2 separate regions of the Sus scrofa genome follow, and region 1 is linked to region 2. The links are chromatin contacts, called in public Hi-C maps. All regions are on one chromosome and are shown on one strand. Each heading gives the region's core, a stretch centred on a gene start, on an enhancer-like site or on the middle of the called end of the contact. The rest is flanking DNA. Distances are from core to core; before and after follow the strand shown. Region 1 holds the start of MEGF8 (multiple epidermal growth factor-like domains protein 8). Region 2 holds the start of GSK3A (glycogen synthase kinase 3 alpha).

The links. Hi-C and Micro-C count contacts between places; a contact is called where the count stands out from the background.
Region 1: a contact with region 2 is called in a Hi-C map of skeletal muscle, with 7 times the contacts expected there. The contact joins the promoter of MEGF8 here to the promoter of GSK3A in region 2. A contact is called at or near these places in 1 of 5 promoter capture datasets (liver), 16 of 47 Hi-C or Micro-C datasets (alveolar macrophages, brain, embryonic fibroblasts and 9 more) and 2 of 2 datasets of contacts at active chromatin or transcription factors (alveolar macrophages and skeletal muscle).

The regions. Positions count from the first base shown.
Region 1 is chr6:49,613,415-49,621,257 of Sscrofa11.1, reverse strand. MEGF8 (multiple epidermal growth factor-like domains protein 8) reads left to right here and starts at 2,138. Exons shown (of 41, transcript XM_005655875.3): 1 at 2,138-3,091. The coding sequence starts at 2,905. It overlaps TMEM145 (transmembrane protein 145), which reads left to right. Exons shown (of 15, transcript XM_021094427.1): 14 at 274-480; 15 at 950-1,718. The coding sequence ends at 1,195.
Region 2 is chr6:49,689,072-49,696,564 of Sscrofa11.1, reverse strand. It overlaps GSK3A (glycogen synthase kinase 3 alpha), which reads right to left and starts at 6,195. Exons shown (of 12, transcript NM_001315708.1): 1 at 5,890-6,195; 2 at 3,925-4,112; 3 at 2,555-2,638; 4 at 2,272-2,382; 5 at 53-183. The coding sequence starts at 6,172.

The DNA.
Region 1 (7,843 bases), core at 889-3,388, 71 kb after region 2:
TGGACAGCGTAGATTGCTGATGCTTAACCAGTCAGGGATATCTCAGGGCTCTGATGGAGGAAGCACCCACAGAGTAATGAGCTGTGATGGACCAGGCAGGTTAGAACCCAGGGCACTGTGAGAGCCCAGAGGAGGGGCCTAATCCAGCTGACGGGCAGGGACGCGGGGTATGGTGTACATCAAGTGAAGGGGAATCCTTAGGGCCCCATGTTTAGGGAGGCAGCACTAGGCCTGGATAGCCCTTCTCCAAACTCCGCCTGCCCTTGGCCCCAGATCATGACACGCCCTTCGGCGGCCAACAAGAACTTCCCGTACCACGTGCGCACGTCGCAGATCGCCTCAGCCGGAGCCCCGGGCCCGGGAGGGAGCCAATCAGCAGACAAGGCCTTCCCGCAGCACGTCTATGGGAACGTGACGTTCATCAGCGACTCGGTGCCCAACTTCACGGAGCTCTTCTCCATCCCCCCGCCCGCCTCCTCTGTAAGCCCCGCGCCCCCGGCGCCCGAGGAGCTGCTGGCGCCGCCCCTGGAGTACCTGACCCCGCTCCCGGCCCCTCCACCACCCTCCATACCCCGGCGCCTGAGCCCACCCCCTGCTTTTCGCACCCCCCGCGCCCCAACGCCGCGCCGCGACCGTTCCCCGGCGCCTGCGCCCACCCTGCCGGACTGGGTCCTGGCGCTGTTGCGCACGCCCCCTCAGACGCCCCGCGCGGTGCCCCCGCCGCCGGCCTTCCGCGGTTCTCCCTACCCTCCCCGGCCGCCGCCGGAGTTCGCCCACCGCACCCCGACGCCGCCCCTTGAGTACCTGGCCCCCCTGCCCAGGCGCCCCTGACTAACACCTGTGCTCACACCTTGGGGGGGGGTCATCCAGAGGGAGGGGGGCGGGCCTTCGGGGCCGCATCTGCCCCCCGTGGGTCCTGGACGGCCTCTGACCCTGACCCCCCTCCCAGGCCGGGAAGCAGGTGGAGGAGACAGCGGTGGCGGCGGCGGCCCCGAGGGGCCGCGTGGTGACAATGGCCGAGCCGGGCGCGGCCTCCCCGCCCCCTCCCTCTCGGTTCCCCAAGGCGGTCGACCCGATCTGGGATGGCCCGACGCCGCCCTACCAGCCGCTCGTGCCTCAGACAGCGGCGCCGCACACTGGCTTCACCGAATACTTCAGCATGCACACGGCCGGGGGCAATGCACCCCCGGTCTGAGCACCCCTGCCCTCCCCTGCCCAATGGGCCGCGCGCCGGGCCCAGGCCGGGCTCCAGATCCCCACTCTATCCCGGCCCCAGGGCTCTGCCATCCAGGCCATCCCAAACCTCCCCACCCAACGCGCCCATGTGCGTAATATCCTCCCACCCCTTCCCCGACTCTTGTGCCAAACGGTCCCGCGGGAGCCGCTCTCCCCGTCCCCTCCCTTAGCCCCTGCCCCGAGCGGCACCGGATTCTGGGCTCCCGCTGTTCCGTGACCTCCGGCCCCCGGGCCCCCTACGAGACCTCTGACCCTGCTGGACCCCAGAACGATCCAGGGATCCTGCCTGTGATTCTCCAGGACTCCACGACCCCAAGCCACTGCTCCCAGGACGGATATTGTGAAGCTAGTCTCCATCTCTGTGACCTTGGACCCCTACTCTTTCCACCCTATCTCCATCCCAGAGGCCCTCCCTCAGGTCCCTGGCAGAAAGACTTTTTCCCCTTCTTGCCAAAATAAAGAAGATTCTTTGTTTTTATCTATATGATGGCCTCTTTTACATTTTGATAGTGCTCAGAGACAGGGCTGAGCAAGAACTGTTTCAGGCTCAGGACCTCAGTGTGCCCATCTGAGAAATGGTATTTTAGGATGGGCTTGCATAACATGACCTTTTGTTGCCCTAGAATCTGGGAGCACTGAAGATATGAATCATCAACTAGCAGAGTCCTCTCTCTTACGTTTGGCTTATTTTTACCTTTTCTTCCCGAGTCAGAGGTAGATGCGCCCCCCAGTGGCGGATGCTTCACTCAGCTACCTGCGACAAGAGTTCGGGTTACGATTTCAGCACTGCGCATGTATAAGTCTCACTTTCCGTCGGCCAAGTAGGTCATTGCTGCGCATGCGTCTAGGAACAAATGGGCGGGGAAGTTTCCGGAAGTCTCCCTTTGTGGAGGGGTGGGGTTGGGGGCACCGCAGTCCTCCCAGGGCCGCTCTGACCTGCTTCTCGGCGACTTCTCGCCTCCTCTTCGTTCTCTCTCCCACAGCGGCCTCTCGGGCCCCGCCCCCTCGCCCTCTTAGCGGGTCTTCCCGCGGCCGCTCTGGCCCGAGCGTCCCCTCGTCTCTCTGACCTGACTCATCCGGCTTCGAAGGGAGGCGCGGGTGGGTGAGCAAGGGAGTTTGTCTATGGGGTCCAGGCCTGAGCCCCTGAAGACCGGCTCGGCTCCGGGCACCCGCTCGCGCCCCGTCCCTGGCTGGAGGGGTCTTTTCTGGACCATTTGGGCCAGGCCTGGCCCGGCCTGCACACTTTACGTAGGCCTCTGCCAGGCTGTAGAGCCCATCGCCCCCTGGGGACCCACCGGGCTCTAAGGTCCGTTTCGGCTTGCAGCGGCCCGCGACTGTAACTGCAGGACACCATTTATGGGGTTAGCCAGTCTATGGGGGCCCGTGTCTATAAGGGACTCCCAAGGTCCCTAGGGGTCTGCCAGGTCTATTACGACCTCACTGACAGGGTTTTCCATGGGTCTATAGGGCCCAGCCCTCGGCATTCAGAGCCGGTCAGCAGCGGCGGTTCCCTTCGCGGGGACAGCGACTTCTGGACCTCCCTGGTCTACAAGGCAATGTACCATCTATAGAGGTCGCATTTTCAGGGCCTCAAGCCGGGTGGAGGGCCCTCTCCAGGTCTTCACCACGCATCCCGTCTGTAAGGGTCAGTGCTGGAGGGAGGAGGCGATGGCCCTGGGCCGGGCTCTGGCGGCTGCGCTGGCTCTATCTTTGGCCGCGCTGGGGCCACTGTTCCTTGGGGCCCAGGCAGGGGACTGCAAGGGGCAGCGGCAAGTGCTGCGGGAGGCTCCAGGCTTCGTGACAGATGGTGCGGGCAACTACAGCGTCAATGGCAATTGCGAGTGGCTCATCGAGGGTGAGTGGGGCCGAGTGGGTCACACACTCACTCATGCGCTAATTCGTTCATTTGTGCACTCGTTCATCCACTCCCCACGTTCCCAGAGCCCGGGTCTGGTCCAGCCCCTTTGCTCTGAAATGCAGCCAACCTGGGCCCTGCCCTGGAAGGCCTTGAAGTCTGGTGGGGGAGTTGCACTCAGATCCAGATGCCCAAGTCAGGAGCATCAGTGAGGGGTATTGTGAGTAACTAACTGTTAGAAACTCAGGCTCTGAGCCCAACCACCTGGCTTCATTGGAATTTGGGTTCTGCTTCTTAGTAGCTTTTTGAATTTGGGCAAACAGCTTTTTTTGTCTAAGGTTCGGCTTTCCCTCCCTGCAAGTGGGGCCAGTAATAGTACTCACCTCATAGGGCTGTTGGAATTAAAAAAGAACGGGTATTTACCGTGCCTGGCACAAACAGTAAATGCTCAATAAATAGTCTTAAGATTATGAATGTGGTTCTTTTTAAAGTACTTACAAGCATTTTTTTTTCCCAGTCATTCATGTGCCAGACATTGTCTTTGCCACTGGGATATAGCAAGAGACACAGCCCCAGCAATCCCTGATGACTTGGGGCTTGGAATCCAGTGGGAGAGACAAACACGCTAATAAACAGTGGCATGGAGGTCCCGTAGTGGTCAGCAGTTAACGACTGAGCATCCATGAGGACGCTGGTTCCATCCCTGGCCTTGCTCAGTGGGTTAAGATCCAGCGTTACTGTGAGCTGTGGTGTAAATTGCAGACGTGGCTTGGATGGTGCAGTGCTGTGGCTCTGGCATAGGCTGGTGGCTATAGCTCCGATTCAATCCCTAGCCTGAGGTTGAACAAAACAATGGCAGCCTGGAGTGGTTGGGGCTGTGATGGAGGAAACCCACAGTCTTGGGGGAGCCCAGAGAAGGTGTCTGACCTGTGGGGTGGGCGAGAGCAGAGAAGGCTTCTTGGAGTTGATGGGGAGCTGAGACCTAAGGGATCAGCCAGGAGGAGGAGAGATGTGCTCCAGGAAGAGGAAACAGCCTGTGCTAAGGCCCCATCCCTAACCTCGGGTTCCCAGTCCAGTGGGGGAAACAAGCACACCCCAGGGACTGGGTGGGAAGCCCAGAGATGACGTCAGACTTACTCTGGGCTATAGCTGAGGCCAGAGGCATGTGTAGGAGAGAGCAAAAGGGCATTTCAGGTGAGAGTAGCCCGTGCAAAGGCCTGGAAGCTGGAGGATATGCTGCTTTTGAGGAACTCAAAATCTATGCTAGAATACAGATCCAATGAGGCAGAGACTGGAGGGTTAGGAGGAACCAGACGGTGTAGGACCTGGTGATTTTTGAGCTGTGTCCTGAGGGCAATAAGGAGGCAAAAGAGAAATCCAAGACAGTGGCTGGAGAAGTCCAGGAGGGCTTCCCTTGGCAGCAGATGAGGAGCTGGCCTCCGAGAGATGTGGGAGTCCCCAGGAGGTCCTGGGTAAAGGCCAGAGGTGTGATGGCCCCGGATTGTGGGGCACCTCCCTTTGCAGGATGCGGAGCTTGGACTTTATCAGGGGGCACTGGGGCTCTATGGAAGGTTTTGAGCAGGGGAAGGATGTGCTCTAATTTATGTTTGTTTTTTTTTGTTTTGTTTTGTTTTTTTTTTGTCTTTTTGCTATTTCTTTGGGCTGCTCCCGCGGCATATGGAGGTTCCCAGGCTAGGGGTCGAATCGGAGCTGTAGCCACCAGCCTACACCAGAGCCACAGCAACGCGGGATCTGAGCCGCGTCTGCAACTACACCACAGCTCACAGCAACGCCGGATCGTTAACCCACTGAGCAAGGGAAGGGACCGAACCCGCCACCTCATGGTTCCTAGTCAGATTCGTTAACCACTGCACCACGACGGGAACTCCTAATTTATGTTTTAAATATTCTCTATGGCTGTTATGTGGGGTGTGGATGAAGCATGTTTCTTGGGGATGAGTGTATTTGTCCCCAGCTTGGGGGCCATTCCTCTTGGGGTTCAGAAGAGAATGGGAAATATGTGTATGTGTTAGGGGGTATCAGTCATTCTCCGGCCTTGGAGAGCTCCAGCCTGGTTGGAGATAGTAAGGCTGAACACAGATGTTCAGCCTCCAGTGTGCTCAGGGCTGAGACACAGAAGGTGCAGGACCAGGAGGTTAGACAGGTCTAGGGGAGTGAGAAGACTCTGTTGGGGGTCACAAGAGGAGAAGCCACCGGAGCAGGGTTCTGAAACATGCACAGGAGTTTTCCTGGGTTAAAAAATGGGAGCAGCCTCTATGAAGACAAAAGAGGGTCTTGGTGTGTCTCAGGAGCTATGTCTAGGCTTGTCTGGTCTGGCTGAACTGTTGGCTGGGGGGGTGAGGAAGGTGCCAGAAGCAGGGGAAGAAAGGCCTTGAATGTCATGCTGAGCAGCTTGGCTTTTATCTTGGGGTTGATGGGGAGCCAAAAGGGAATTTTGAGCAGAAGGGGGGCATCGCTTTCGGACTGGGGTGGGGGGTGGCTGGAGACTTGGTGTGTTAGTCTTGCAGGAGAGGATGAGTTCTGAACTGAGGCAGGAACTAAGAATGAGAGCCCTGAGAGATTTGTGAAGTGTTTTTCACCAGTGAGACTTGGGGACCATTGGCTGGATGTTGGGGTAAGGAGGAGTCTGGGAGACTTCTGGGCCCCCGCCTTGATCGTCCATCCTCCTCCTTCTTCTTCTTCTTTTTTTTTTTTTCTTTTTTGGCTGCCCTGCGGCACATGGAGTTCCCAGGCCAGGGTTCAAATCCGAGTAGCAGTCTCGACCTATGCCACAGCTGTAGCAATGCTGGATCCTTAACCCACTTTGCTGGGCCTGGGATTGAATCCATGTCCCAGCGCTACCAAGACACCGCTGATACCGTTGCGCCACAGCGGCAACTGCTTCCCCATCCTTCTCAATGCTCTTCACCTCTAAGAACCAACGTGTTATCACATCTATTAGAAATATAAGCCCCCGACCCACTTAGTTTTGTACCATGTTCACACTTCATTGTACCTAGTCCTTATAACAGCCTTGTGAATGAGAGGCATTATGCTTTTGTAAATCAGGGCATTTGGGATTGGATATGTATCCAGGATGGCCTGAGGGTTAGGCCAGGTAGAAACAGGAGGACTTGAACTTGGGGAGGAACTTGGGGAAGGCAGATGGTGAGCCACTCTCTGGGAGGCACTTGACAAAGATGTGCCTGTTGTGATTCTAGGAACAGAACTTTATAGTTTGGTCAAGGCTGGTAACATTCTGGGAGGTCTGGTTCCCTGGCTTGGCTGAATGGTTCTTCTGGGTTCCCCAGACCACAGCTCAGGGTCTATGTGCAATGTTCTCTGGGGCTCTGGCCAGAGCCCGAGGGAGAACTGCCAACTCAGTATTCTGTCTTTTGTGCATTTCTTCCCTCTGTCATCCAGTATTTCCTGAGGCCTTGCTCAACCCTAGGCCCTGTGCTGGGCAGTGTTGGGAGGGACCCCAGGATGAGTAGGCTCAGGCCTTGCTGTAAGGGCATCCTAGGCTGCAGGGGAGACAGACCCGAACACAGATGACCCTGACCCAGAGGAATGAAGGTTATATTAGAAAGTGAGAACCTAGAGGGGCACGTAACCCAGCCAGGGATCAGGGAAGGCTTCCTGGAGAAGGTGGGGAAGTTTGCTGGCCAGAAGGGAGACTGTGCTCTAGACAGAGAAGCTTATGCAAAGGCCCAGTTCCTGATAAAGCTATAAGCCGTGCAGTGGTGGGAGCCAAGGTCAGGGAGCTGGACTTTCTCCTGGAGATGGTGGGGAGCTCTTTTTGAGCAAGGGAGGGTAAGATGTTTAGCTGGGGAGATCCCTCAGGGACCCATGTCAGGGTAGGATAGGAGGCCAGGAAGAAGGGTGGATCCGTGGTCCTGGTGAGGGGAGGACAAGGCCTGGGCTGGCGTCTTAGAGTCACAGCCTTGGTGGGTGAGGAGCGTTATCCCCATTTTATATCAAGGAAGCTGCGGCTCCAAGGACACATGGAACGGGTCTGAGATCACATAGCTCTTGAGTAGTGGGTGAGATGGGTGTGCAGAGGAGCACGGGAAAAGGGGCTAGCCCAGGGCCTCCAGCGGGTCGGAGCAGAGCTCGTACCCAGGTCTCCTAGTTTCCCTAGCCCAGAAGACTCCCCTGAGCCCCTGGAGATGCGCAATGAGAGAACCTTCTGGAATCAGGACCTGGCAGAGAGCGAGAATAGTGAGAATGTGGGCCCCAGCATAAGCACTTTTTGTGCAGTATTGCCTCCTGTGTGGTTGCAGTTGGATGCCAGCAGGGACTGCAGTCATCTGAACGCTCACCTGGGCCAGGTGTCCAAGAAGGCTCCATCACAGGGCTGGCAGTTGGTGCAGGCTGGTAGCTGGAGGCTCAGGGGAGGTTAACAGCTGGGACGCCTCCACGTGGCCCCTCCCCGTGGCTTTGACTTTTCATAGCATGACAGCTGTGTTCTGAGAAGGAGTAGTCCACGAGGCCCAGGTTAAAGCTGCAGGCTTCCTCTAACTAGCCCTGGAAGTCCCAGTACCTCCCTCTGCAGTTTCGTAGTGGCCACGTTGGTCTCTGAGGCACTTCCCAGAGGCTAGGGATGGGGAATTAGCCCTCATCTCTTGATGGGAGGCGTGGCCAAGAAGTTTGAATCCACCGCAGTGATTATATCCCCACTTTATGGATGAAGAAACAGATCCAGAGAGGTTAGGTGACTTGCCCAAGGTCACACAGCTCGTGGCTTATAAG
Region 2 (7,493 bases), core at 4,946-7,445:
AGGATCCCTCCTCGCCCCCTTCAGCCACCCAGCATACCCAGGTCAGGCCCACCTGCCAAAATCGCAGAGCTTGAGGACAGCGGTGTCAGGGTCCACCAGCAGGTTCTGGGGCTTGATGTCGCGGTGACACACACCCTGGGAGTGGATGTAGGCCAAGCTCCGGAAGAGCTGGTACATGTACACCTGGGGCAGGCAGGGAACAGCAGAACTCCAGCCCAGCTCCCCCCACAGAGCACACCCTTGCTCCATCGTCTCGACCTGAAGAGCCCTTCCAGGCCCACTCTCCCTGACTCAAAAACACTTCTGCTGCCCCTTAGTTCTCAAACTTTAGTGAGCACCACAATCACCTGGAGGCCTTGGTAAAACAGGGACTGCTGGGCCTCACTCCCAGAGTCTCTAGTCAGTAGTTCAGGATGAGGCCTTTGCCACAAATCCCCTAGTACAACTTCTGGTCCACACTATTGAAACCACTGCTTCAATCACACACTTCACCAGAAGCCTGATGAATAAGACACACACACCAGGGAAGACCTTGTTTTAAAGCAGGCTGGGGAACCAGGCACTCAGCTTTCCCCTCACCAAAACCAATGGCTCTAGGATGAGCCTTTTTTCTTTTTCTTTTTTTGCTTTTTAGGGCCACACTTGCTGCATATGGAAGTTCCCAGGCTGGGGTGAAATTGGAGCTCAGCTGCCGGCCTACACCACAGCCACAGCAACGCAGGATCTGAGCTGCCTCTGCGACCTGCACCACAGCTCACAGCAAGGCCAGATTCTTTACCACTGAGCAAGGCCAGGGATCGAACCTGCAACCTCATGGATCCTAGTTGGGTTTGTTAACTGCTGAGTCACTACGGGAACTCCAGGGCTCAGCCTCTTTCATCCCCCAGTCAAAACCACCTTTGAAGGAGTTCCCGTTGTGGCTCAGCAGTAATGGACCCATCCAGTATCCATGAGGAATTGGGTTTGATCCCTGGCCTCACTCAGTGGGTCAAAGATCCGGTGTTGCCATGAGCTGTGGCATGGGTCACAGATGCAGCCCGGATCCTGCATTGCTGTGGCTGTGGTGTAGGCCGGCACCTGCAGCTTTGATTCGACCCCTAGCCTGGGAACATGCATGTGCAGCAGCCCTAAAAAGAAAGGAAAAACCCACCTTTGAGCCAGCCCCTCTACAGCTGGATTTTCCTGCACTCTCTTTCCTATGATTTACACGTGAGCACCAAAAGAACAGTGATCTTTAAACTTCCATCACTGCTACATTCCCTGGGCCTCAACCAGTGCCTGGTACATAACTACTCAGGCACGCACGCAAGCCCCCTCCTCTGCTGTTCCACTGCCTTTGGCCAGAGATGCCACTTTCTTGCCCTGTGCCTAGTCTCCTCCCAGAAGCCTTCCTTGATGCTTCTTACGCACAAAACAGGCAGGGCTGGGGCCCTCCTCTGTTTCCAGAATCCCTTGTGCTTCTTCCAATATGGCACTTGCTCATAGTTTTTATACTCTGTGATGATACCTGTCTACCTGCAAGGTATCCTTAAGCAACAAACCAGACAACTTGCTCCCAGGAGGTGAGGTCCTGCAGCACCAACCACTGAAATACTCACCTAGGCTGGTGGGGTATTTAAAGCCAGTGGGAGGAAAAACTGGGCCCCCACCAACTGCCAGCAAACTTGAACCCACTCTCCTCCTCACACTGCAGCTGGCTGCTCCACCTTTGTTCTCCAAAGCATCCCTAGGCTCATAGACTCACTCACTCACTCACTCAAACACCCTCTTAGGGACAGTAACTTATAGGGGACAGCATCTGGCACTGGGGAATGAGCCTGCACAGGGGACGAATAAACACACCACAAGCATTCCTGGCTCTGTAGAGACTAACCTTCCCCCACCCTGCCTCCTTCCCATCCTCCTCTGCCAAGGCTCCAAAGGCCAGGACTCTGACCTCATCATCTCCCCCTGCGCTCTAGGTCCCGGATCCTGAGCTAACCCCACCCCACCAACACTGCTGGTACCACTAGACTCCCAGTGTGGACCCAAGCAGGTACCTTGCAGCCTCCTCAGCCCCTGGTCAGCCTGTCTCCCTGACAGAGTCAGGCCTCAGGCTGTGCTGCCCTGCCTTTGGTGAGCCCCATCTCCGGAGACATAGGGACAAGAGCAGGGAACAGGAGGCCTCTGGAGACCAAAGTAAACTTGGAGATGAGGGAATCCACAAAGGCAGGAGCATCCAGAGCCCCTGGTTTATGGGCCTGGGCCCCAGCAGCCTGCCTGCCTGCCTACCTTGACATAGATGATAGGGATGGTCAACTTGGCCTTGGTAAAATGGCGGGCCACCCGGTACACTGTCTCAGGCACATACTCCAGCACCAGATTTAGGTAAAGCTCATCCTTCTGCAGAGAGCAAAGGAGAGGTGTAAGGCATTGTGAGAAAAGAGCAAGGAAGGGGGAGGGAAGGTTTGTGAGGAATAACGGGACGAGGGACTGGCAGTCATAAGAAAGGCAGGAGGACAAAGGAGTCGAGTCATGTCACAGTGGAGAACGCCCCCATGCACTGAGGTCTCACCTTCTCCCCACTGGAGTAGAAAAAGTATCTCAGCCTCACAATATTGCAGTGGTCCAGCTTACGCATAATCTGCAGCTCTCGGTTCTTGGGGGCAAAGGAAGAGAGCCTCAGAAAACAGTCAACTCTCCCTGCCTCCCATCACCACAGCACTACTCCCCCATTCCTGCCGAAAAAGCCAAACAGCTGTTCCCTGTGTCCCAGCTCCAAGGCCCCCTGGGGCAGCCCCTAATTCCTCACCCCCAACCCACTCCCCTCACACACAGGCTGGAGGCCTGTGGGCTGAACTCAGACCACTGATACATGCTTTCTGCAACCTACTTTTTTTGCTGAGATTCAGAAATCAAATGGCTCCACGTATAAATCTAAGTTTTCTAGCTTCTCTTGAAAAGTCCTATGATACAGCCACACGAGGCCCACCTCCCTGGTGGCACAAGCCACAACAGACAGGAATTGGCCATCCAGTTCACGCCCATCCCCACTGCTTTTTCTGGATGCATCTGGGCCCTTGGACCCTGGTTTGGATGTTGGATGCTGAGCTCCAGATCCCAGGCTTCCAATGCTCATCGTCCCAAAGGGGATCTGGCCTCAGCCTCTTCCCAGAGGACCCAGTCTCAGCATCCATCCATACTCTGCTTCCCTCTAGGGCCTCAGAGCTCCTCGTCATTAGATTCCGTTCACTGCTGGGACTCAACTGTAATCAAATTCTGACCTGTGCCCTGGAGCTCCTTGTGCCCCTCAAAGTTTTCAATGTCCTGAGACCCAGGCCCTGACCTGGTTCTTTTCGGCCTAGGCTCAGTTCCCCTACATCCAGAATAGCCTAGGATCCCAAGGGCCTCTACCAGCTCACAGGACACCTCCGTATGAATGAGGAAAGGGTAACCCTTCCTCAGGGAAACAGAGCCCCACACACTCCCTACACTTGCCAAACCCTTGGAGCAGAGCTTGACCTTTGCAAACATGCTCACTGGCCGCACCAATTTCCTTTCTCCTCTGAGCAGGGTTGCTACTTAGTGGTTATGGTGAAGGGCTTGAGAATCAGATTCTAGTCTTGACCTTGGGCAATTCTCTTATCTAAGTCTTAGTTTCCAGTTTCTGCTTACTTAGAATGGGAATAACAACAGTACCTACCCTAAGAGGATCTTTGCCTAAGTTAAACTCGCCTACAAAGCACTCACACAGAATAAAATCCGAATAAAAAAGTCAGCTCTGGGCTGCCTGGAATCCACATTCCCATCTTCCACACTACTCAGGCCCTTCTCCTCTGGCCCTTGCTCAGATCCCCTGTGGAAGCCCAGGTCCAGCACTCTTGCTGGGGTTCTCTCACCAATCATATGAAGTCAAACCTCCTTGTCCCCATTCCCCCAAGCTACCTTGAACCTCTTGTCCTGGAGAACTTTCTTGATGGCCACCAGTTCCCTGGTGTCTGCCAACCGTGCCTGGTACACGACCCCAAATGAGCCATTGCCAATCACTTTGATGTCTGTGTAAGCCACCTCTTGGGAGCGCTCTGGGCCTTGGCCTAGAGTGGCTACCACTGTGGTCACCTTCCCGCTGTCACCTGGGGGAACAAAGGGAACACAGTTCTGCTGACCTTCCTCCTCTGGCCACTACCCTATCCTGGGGCTGTGGGAGGGAGGGGAATCTCTACAGAAAGCTCACTGGGGGTTCTTTGTCCCTTCCCCATCTTCAAAGATGGCTATTGGTTGCCTCCCAGGGCCCTTTCCCCTGTTCCCTTCATGGAACCCTAAATCCTGACTCTTCCCATTTGGGAAGATACACACATAAAACCTCTTGCTTTTCAAGAGTTGATAACCCTTAATTTCCACTTCTAGTGAGCAGCCTATCACTGGTCCCTCTTGATGTGAGGAGGCACCGACACTCCCAGATGTTGAATCCTTCCACTGTGAGCTAACTGCCCTGGTCCCTTCTCACTGCGGAAAGCCTTGACCTGACTTCTGTTTGAGAGCAGTAACTCCGAGGTACTTCAACTTGAGAAAAGCACTAAGCTTTCTCACAACTCGGGGGAACAGTGACCTTCAAGTCCTCTCTGAGTGGAGCTCTTAACTTCACCACTGGTTTCTGGTGACAGAAATGAATGAGTCCTCCCATAAGGAGTGCTAGTGTCTTGACTCTCACTTTTTGGGGATAATTCGCTCTTACCAAGATACTCTGGGGCTAGAAAAAGGCACTGGCCTGAACTCATTGGTGACCTGTGGTCCAGAGCCCCAGACCCCATTCTGTATGTGAATGATCCCTAATGGATAAGTACTAAATAGGGAGAATGGTAAACCTGATTTCTTAACAGGGGTTATCCCAGCCTCAGTCCATTGAAAGAAAGCTGTAATTTCCAATTCCATTCTCTGAATGGCAGCAAAATTTGGTGGCAATCTTGGGGGAGAGTGACCCTTTTTCTTTGAGAAATTGAAAGGTTCTCCAAAGAAAAGAGATAAATGATGAATCAAATCCATTTTGAGGGGCCAGTGACACCATCTTTTGGAGGGAGATGATCCTACATAACTATTTTTCCAGTGGCAATGACACCGTATCTCAGAATAATGAAATGGGTATAAGCTCACATCCCTATTCTATGGGAACTGCGACCCTCCCCTGCCCCATTTCTCTGTGTGTGTGTGTGAAAGAAGATCCACTAAGCCATCTTTTTTGAATATTAGTGACTATGGACTTAGTCTGAAGGGTATGCTGACTTCCAGTCTGTCCTAAAGAAGCAGCAATCATTAATTTCCACCATTGGGGATACAGTTCTACATGTTATGGACAGGTAATGATTCTAGGCCTAGTGTTTTAAAACAGAAGGTAAATGGGTACCAGGTTTGGAAAGCCCTGGCCCTGTTCTCTGGGGACACAGCAAACCGAAATCCCTGCTTCTGAGTGATACTCACTCCAAATCCCCACATTCTAAAGGAGAGCAAATTCATATTTCCCCCGTCCAGGTAGTGGTAATCTTATTCTTGTTCTCTTGGGGAACAATAACCCTTGAGCCCCATTTGCAAGAGACAGTGACCCCTGATCTTGTTCTCTGATAGATGGCAACATCAGAGCCCTGTTTTTAAGGCTCAAGGACCCAAGACTTCGGTACTAGAAGAACAGGAGTCTGTGAGCCCTGTCTCTTAGAAGATTACTAATTCTAATTCTAAACTCTTAAGTGATGGTAACCCCCCAAATCCCTTTTTCTGGGAGGGGGAGAGCTCAGATCCCAGTTTGGGGAGGGAGAGTGACCTCGAGCTCCTCTTTCAGCCTAGAGAAGAACCTGATCGACGTCTGAGTGGCTTCGGGGACCCCAACCTCCACCCGCTACGGGCGTCGCTAGTACTCACGGCCCAGCTTCACTCCGGGCGGCGGGAAGCTGGTGCCGGCGCCCGGGCCGCCGCTGCCTCCTCCGCCGCTGCCGCTGGGGCCACCCCCGGAGCTCGAGGCCCCCACGCCCCCGCCCATGGCTCCGACAGACGGCTTCCCGCCGCCGCTGCCGCCTGGGCCGGAGGCCGAGCCCCCGGGGCCGCCGCCGCCGCCACCGCCTCCGCCGCCTGGCTCCGCGAACGAGCTGGTCCGCGCCCGGCCCGAGCCCCCAGGGCCGCCTCCTGAAGGCGCGCCACCGCTCATGGCGCCGAGCGCAGGCCCAGGCTGCGGGGCTCGGGCTGCCCGGGCTGCCCCCGCCGCTGCCGCTGCCGCCGCCTCCCCCGGGCTCCGGCCTCTTCCAGGCCGCGCCGCTCGGGCTCCGGCTCCGGCCCAGCGCCCGCCGCGGGGCACGCCGGGAGATGCAGTCCGCCTACCCTGCGCGCCGCCGTCGCCTCTCTCGGCCCTCACAGAGTGCCGCGTGGCACGCCGGGAAATGGAGTCTGCAAAGACCTCAGAGTAGACCGCGGGGATGATGAGCTGCACGTCGGGAATTGGAGTTCTGGGCAGTAAGTTGGCCGACTGTGCTGACAGCTGACTCTGAAGCACTTTCGGAAGCTGGGTCAGAGTCTCACACTCACTCCACCGCAACAACCTGTGTGTGCCTTAGGAACATAGTCGCAGTGCCTCCATCAGTGAGCCGTATAGGCCTGATGCACTCCGGGAAACGGAGTTCAGTCGCTGCCTTAGTCTATTGGCTGTATGCCCACAGGCGCCAGGTGCACTCTGGGAAACTGAGTCGGAGACCAGGGACCCGAAACTATCCAGCGTCAAGGCCAGCTGGGAAATGGAGTTGTCGCCACGCCCTCACCGCATTGCAGGTGTAAAGCTACTTCCAAAGAACGCCGGGAAATGGAGTCCTCTGTGATTTCCCCTAAGCCTCAAGCGAATACTGCAGTTCCGGAGATAGGATAGGAAATGGAGTAAGTACAGCATTCCTCCTCCCTCATACGCTAGGCCGCAGCCCCTGCTGGGAAATGTAGTCAACACCAACGCTTCAGCGTAGTTGCCACAGCGAGCCTTTGTGGCTTCTGGGAAATGTAGTTCAAGGCAGCCTTCCCATTGACTGAGGGGAAGGGATCTATCATGATCCAGAAGCGGGCTGAGGGAAAGGCCAGACCGCATCCTGACCCTTTATGAGGCGAAAGTGCAGAGGCTTGCCGGGAGGTGTAGTCTAATTGGTAACTTTGAGAGAGCGCGAGCGAAAGGTGAAAGAACGGCAGTCGACTGGGTGTAACTGAAGAAAGTTTCAGCGCATCCTGCCCCGCCCCCAGGTCCCTCAAAAAAGCCGTAGGTGACCAGGCGGTGGTGGAAAATGGAGTCCTAACACTCCAAAATCCAAGTTTCCACAAATCCAGAAGGAAACCCTCTCCGCAAACGATTTAGGAAACAAAGTTTCTGCCGGCGTCTCAGGACAATACAGTCTTCGGATATTGTCTAGCTTTTTCTAGCAATGTGACTTACACCAGGAGACTGAGCGGAATGTTGAAAGAGGTGAAAATATAATTTGTTTGGAACCTCCCCCGCC